Regions from separate parts of the Mus musculus genome. Here region 2 is linked to region 1. The links are chromatin contacts, called in public HiChIP or PLAC-seq maps. All regions are on one chromosome and are shown on one strand. Each heading gives the region's core, a stretch centred on a gene start, on an enhancer-like site or on the middle of the called end of the contact. The rest is flanking DNA. Distances are from core to core; before and after follow the strand shown.

The links. HiChIP or PLAC-seq counts read pairs in DNA pulled down with a chosen protein or histone mark.
Region 2: a contact with region 1 is called in an H3K4me3 HiChIP or PLAC-seq map of embryonic basal ganglia, with 3 times the contacts expected there. The contact joins two enhancer-like sites. A contact is called at or near these places in 3 of 115 datasets of contacts at active chromatin or transcription factors (embryonic basal ganglia and embryonic stem cells) and 1 of 9 other capture datasets (embryonic stem cells).

The regions. Positions count from the first base shown.
Region 1 is chr9:61,529,021-61,531,994 of GRCm38.p6, forward strand. All of the region lies in intron 4 of Gm34424 (a long non-coding RNA gene), which reads left to right. Among named protein-coding and RNA genes, the nearest start is that of Gm34424, 21 kb to the left of the region's middle. Within about 2 kb of position 1,476, at least 49 of the 459 cell types and tissues checked have an H3K27ac peak or open chromatin away from gene starts, as enhancers often do. A contact at or near this core is called in embryonic basal ganglia, where this site is marked.
Region 2 is chr9:61,110,305-61,113,515 of GRCm38.p6, forward strand. It overlaps Gm34004 (a long non-coding RNA gene), which reads left to right. Exons shown (of 4, transcript XR_003948177.1): 3 at 628-838. All of the region lies in intron 3 of Gm33914 (a long non-coding RNA gene), which reads right to left. Among named protein-coding and RNA genes, the nearest start is that of 4933433G08Rik, 6.5 kb to the left of the region's middle. Within about 2 kb of position 1,702, at least 43 of the 459 cell types and tissues checked have an H3K27ac peak or open chromatin away from gene starts, as enhancers often do. A contact at or near this core is called in embryonic basal ganglia, where this site is marked.

The DNA.
Region 1 (2,974 bases), core at 226-2,725:
ATATGTTGTATGTGTGCATGTATGTACATAGGCACAAGTTTGTGTATGGGCATGTATGTTGTATATACATGTATTTGTGTGTGTTTAATATGTGTGAGCATGTACTTTTATGCATGAGTACGTGGGTGCATGTGTGTTTATATGTGTCTGCCCCTGTGTTTGTATGTGTGTATGTTGTATGTGTGCATGTGCATGTATATGTGCTTCTATGTGGGTATGTATGTGCATCTGTATGCATGCCTGTTTGTGTATGCATGTATATGTATATGTGTATGCTGTGTGTGTGCATTTGTTTGAGTATGTTGTATGTGTGTGCATGTATGTATGTGTGTATCTTGTATTATGCACTTATACCTATGTTCATGAATGTGTGTACATGCATGTGAGTGCGTGTGTATGTATGCATTTTTAAAAGTATCAGTGTGGGTGTAGGTGTGCATGCCTGTGTGTATGTGTACATGTGTTATATATGTGTGCATATGTGGGAGCATTGTGTGTTTACATATGTATGCATGTGTGTGTGTGTTCCTTTGTGCAAGAGGGATTATGGTAGGCCATGTGCAGTGTATGGTATGTGGGTATTAGTAGGGGGAAAGTTGGATACGTCTGGGTTGTGGCTTAGCAGGTAAAGTGACTGATATGTAAGTAAGTATGAGGGCAAGAGTTGTGTGGAGTGTACCTGTAACCCCAACATTGAAGCAGAAGTATGGGGAATGCAGAGACAGGTCCTGGGGGGCTTGCTAGTCAGTCAATCTAGCCCAAACAGTGAGTCACAAGGTCAGCCAGAGAACCTTTCTCAAAAAATATCATGAAGAATGATAGAGGACACTCAAGTTGACCTCTGATTTCCACAAATGCACACAGGTGAACACTGGTGTGTGTGTGTGTGTGTGTGTGTGTGTGTGTGTGTGTAGTAGACTCCAGTTGACAGGCAGTGTCCCTCTTATTTGTATGTCTTTAAACCCCTAGGCCAGTTAGCAAAGGGGACACATAGCTTCAGTATCCCTGCCAAGCTGGGACACAGAGGTGCTGTAACCCCAGTGTCCACACCCACACACACCCACACACACACATGGAAAGAAAAAATTCAAACTAAGAGAAATTGTCTCCCTAGCTGTCACTTGGTGCTTAGTGGCCACTAGTGCCCTTAGGCCACTGAAGTGTGTCCTTGCTCTGCCTCCAAACTGCTTCAGCGTATGTCACAGAGAGGGAGGCAGGGAAGAGTTGGGGGGGGGGGTCGCTGTAGAAATGAGGGGCATCGCCTCAGGCCACCTCAGAGCCCCAGGCCTGCCTCAGAGAAAACCATTTGGCCCTTGTAGCCCAGGGCAGATGTCCAAAATGCAGATGAAGCTGCAGCACCTCTGTGTCCCAGCTTGGCAGGGACTCTGAAGTTATGTGTCCCCTTTGCTAACTGGCCTAGGGCTTAAACACATGCAAATAAGAGGGACACTGCTTGTCAACTGGGGCCTACTCCCTTTGTTCCTACCTGCCAGCCAAGCAGGCTTTTCTAAACCAGTTTTGGCTGCCTGGGCAGCTGCAGGGTTCTAATAGGGTGCTGGGCAGCAAGGCTGGTTGCCTGGTAACTGCAGGCTGCTCAGGGTCACAGGTGGCAGCTGGGCCCCTAGGGCTGCCCAAAAACACTAGGGCCTCCCATGTCTCCAAGACTAAGGGTCTTAGTGCTGCCTGATAATTTAAGAAGTATGTGACTTTGAGAAGGGGTCCTCCCTAATCTGAACCCCCTCCCCCCCACCCCCGTTCTCATCTCTGAAATCATCATCCTTACACAGTGTCTCACTAACCAGGAGACCCCGGCCAGCCCCATCTCTGACTCATCTCTGACCCAGCCTCAGCAGCTCAGTGCTTTCTGGCTTATTCGGAATAAAAGCAATTAAAAGATTCATCCTGGGGCTGGGGAGATGGCTCAGCTGACAAAGTGCTTGTTGTACAGGCACAAGGATCTGAGCTCAGATCTGCAGCACCCATTTAAGATGCCAAGCATGGTAGCTCTAGTGCTGGAGAGACAGAGATAGGTAGATCCCTGGAGCCCATTGGCCAGCCAGTTAGCCAGCTGGTGAGTATCAGGTTCTGTGAGAGACCCTGTCTCAAGAAATAAGGTGAAAAGTGAATGAGAAAGAACCAACCCCTCCTCTCTGTCTCTGTCTCTGTCTCTGTCTCTCTCTCTCTCTCTCTCTCACACACACACACACACACATTAGCGCACACACATGCACAGATATTTGCAACTGCATATGTGTATGGGCATGCATATACACAGATTCATCTGTCAAAATAGTGATCGAAAGACATAGGAAAGATAAGCTGATGTCTTCCTTCTTACAGAGAGCTCAGTTACAAGGGGAACCCTGGGGAGGCACATGCTGTCCCTCACTAGGGTGGGCTCTTCAGTGATGTGGTTTCCTTTGAGTCATTTATGCTCCTGTGAGCGACCCCTCATCTGTAGTCTCATAAATAACAGTAAACTCACTGGTTCAGCATGCTGGCTCTGAGTGGAATCACTTCTTAGGTCTGGCATCCGTGCCCGGTGTGGAGCAGAGACATTTGTTGGTGTCTCCCTAGAGGAGTGTATGATCCCTTGCTCCTTAAATGATATCCTGTATCTCAAATGCCACCTTCACTGTGCCAACTAGACATCACCCCACAGACATGCATTGATCAAGTGATTGTTGGGCACTTTAGGAGTGTACAATTCCATGCTTGCCACGGGCCATCTGGGGTCTGGAAAAGGACAGAGGCTGTCCACACATCTGACACACCCCGAGCAGAGAACTCACAAGTCTCAGGAGCAGGCCAGCTCTTTTGGAGCTTGACTCGAGCTATCAGGGAGCAGAGGCAGAGAAAGGAGAAGAGAGCTTTTGTAATTACAAGTCTATCTTTCCTTCTCTATGCCCAAGTCTTTCCTTAGTAAGCTCTCTAGGGGTAGGTTAGCCAAATGGCCATAATAGTCTGTCATAGA
Region 2 (3,211 bases), core at 452-2,951, 420 kb before region 1:
AGATTTTCTGGCCTTGTGCTATGGACAAATGCAGACACACACACACACACACACACACACACACACACACACACACACACACGGGCAGTGAAAAGGGAGAGGAACAGCAGAACCTCAAAGGAAGTTGGGCCAGGGAGATGGTGCAGCCGGTCCAGTGCCTGCTGCATACGCATAAGGACTCACTTCCATCCCCAGCACCCACGTAACGGGCAGGCATGGCTGCACATGCTTGTAAGCCCAGTCCTGGGGACAGGAGCAGTCCTGGAACTTGCTGGTCAGACCATTTTTGCCTATTAGTAAAGCCAAGATACCCTGTCTCAATCAGGTCGGCCATACGTCCTACAGGAAATGTCTAATGGTATCCTCTGGCTTTCTGGCATTCCTGCTTGTATTCATAGGTGCACCTTCACAGACAGACAGACAGACAGACAGACAGACAGACAGACAGACAGTCAGACAGACAGTCAGACAGACACAGAGACAGAAGTAGAGAGACAGAGGGAGACAGAAGGAGGAAAGAAGGGAAGGAGGGAGAGAGGAGGGGGTAGACAGAAGAAGCACAGCAGTTCTGTGAGGACAAGGCCATCAACTGAACAAAGACTTTGTCTCTGCAACCTCTTTCTCTAGGACCCACCCACCTGGCAGGCCTGGAGACCCTGACAGCTTTCTTTCTTCACCTGCGCCTGGCAGCAGTGACACAGGTAGCTTGAGATGGAATTGGTCCACAGCCACCCACTAGATTTCTGGGAAGAGGAAGAGATGGCAACATGGGCGATCCCAGAAGAGTCTGGACGTGTCCTGGAGTCCTGGTTCAAAGTTCCGGCACCTTCCCAGCCAGGTGAGCTCATTCGAACACCTCTGTCTGCTTCTCCAGGTTGCCACACAGCGCATGTCCCAGGAAGGTTAAGGGACAACCTGCCTCAAGGAGGGCTTTCCCCAGAACTGAGAGACAGGGCCAGGACGTATCTGCCAAAGCCAGGGAGACAGCCTGTGACAAGCAGCTAGACACATGGGTCCCTTGGTCTGTCCCTCCCAGCCCAGCTTGGCTGCCCAAGAAACAGTAGGAGGGTGGATTTCACTCGCTGAGATCCGATAGAAACCACAGCAGCCCCTCTGTCGGCTCCACTAATCATCAGCCTCAATCTCTGGTGCGATATTTTATGAATTAATAAAAATGATCACGGGCAGTCCAGGGGGACCCAGGGAAGAATCGCATGCAGTAGAATTTTAATGAGCACTGTGGGGAATTTCAACCTTCCCTTGCTTTTTATTATTATTATTTTTTTCTAAAAAAAAAATTCTTTCCTTCTCCCTCCTTGCTGGCCCACCCCTTTTGAAAAAAAAAATCATAGACCGAGCGACTCTAAATGACTGTTACATGAACGATAAGTCTTTCCCTCTCTGTGTTGTTTGGCCCACCACACAGCCCTCCTGCCCCACGCACCCTCCTGACAGGCACACCTGCTCTCTGCCCTAATTGAGCAGATCATCAGCCGATTTGTCATGCTTAGCCCAGACCCCTAACTGCCACCCCTCCCCCAGGCTGCCAGCCCTAGTCTGCCTGGAACACTCGGCAGATGTAGAGCCTGTGTGTGTGTGTGTGTGTGTGTGTGTGGTTGCGCCTGTGTGTTATGACAGATCTTGTACTCATTATTGAATAATTCATTGTTGCGTTAATGTCTTCAGATAACATCTCTCACTTCCTTAGTCCTCTCTCTCATCTGGCTCGCTGGGGAAAACTTGATTATGCCCGCCGCCCTGACGACAGAGTACACAGATAAAAGATAATTGCTTGGCTTGACTCCTCCATTGATATGAAAATAAGATTTAAATTATTCACTCCAGTTTAAAGGTTAGTTGAAGGTTATTACAGGGGATGAAGGGGGGGAAATCACTCTTCGTGCGTTGGGGGCTGAGGTAAGACAGGTTTGAAAGGGCCTAATGCACTTCGTGGGCAGAAGCGCCGGCTTGCGAATACACCCGGAGCCCCGCTAGAGATTTCAATCTAGGAGAAGTCAATTATTTATAAGCAAATTATGGCTGGCTTCTCGTATACATAAAACACTCTGCGTCATAAATAAGGACAGGGTGGTGTCTGCTCCCTTTCCAGCACCCAGTTTTTCTTGATCTCAAAACCTGGGCGGAGTTACAATGGAAATTTAATGAGGTGCTTCCATTAGGAAGGTTGGGTAGCTGCTTGGTGGGTGCTCCTTTTAGTCAATGACAATTCTGTTAAAAAAATAAAAACGATAATTTGGCTTTAGACAGGTCTCTAGCTAGGGATCTAACTCTTGCGAGGGGCACGGGAAGTAGACCCTTGCGGGCACTGCCGAGCTTGCCTCCTGCTCTGGTCCATCCCACAGAGTAGTCAGTGTTTCTGGAGGGTTTGGGAGCTGCGCATAGAATATGATCCCGGGGCTGCTCCTTCCCATGGAGCAACGTCTCAGGCCTGAGGATCAATAATTGATAGCCTTTCGTGTTTCTGGAAGTTGGGCGCTGTTTCAGACTGTATCCAGTGCCTTTCACACCATGCATTAGTCATGGACAGCCATTTTAATCAGAATAAAGACCCTTGGAGCTAGTGTGCCGAGCTCCCAGCCGCCAGCCTGAAAGCAGCTCGGGGATGTGCTGGGACCCCCTCCCCCAGGAAAGCACTTCTAGGTTTCAATACGCCTAGACCCTCCTCTTGGTCCCTGTTCACAGATTTGTGTCCCCCTCGTATCTGCAAACAGGGCATCTTCTATCCCCACAGGAGGCACTGAAGATACACAGCAGAACTAGTAGGGGCAGGAGCAGGGACAAGAAGGGCCTTGGTATGGAAGTCTGGAGGCTGCTTAATAGTGATGGAGCTGGGGCCAGGAAGCTGTCTTTTGGGGAGGGATGTGCCCAGGTATGCTGCCCTCTGTGGCTTCCCCATCATCTTGAGGTCTTCCAGAAGGTTGTAGTCCCTACTGGATCTCAACCCTGGGCTCTCTATGGATATCCTGTTGGAAGGGACCCCAGCCTCAACCAGCTTGTGGAGGAAGAGGCCAAACAGCCTGAGTTTTCCCTAACTAAACTGTAAACTGTAAACAGGCAGGATCTGAGCTGGCTGGCCAAGGGCAACAGAGGAGGGGAGGGCAATAGGGGGAGGAGGTCCGTGAGAAGTGAAAGTGAACCCCCAAAATGATAATGCTGGTGACAGTGTCCTACACAGGACTCTGACCAGGTA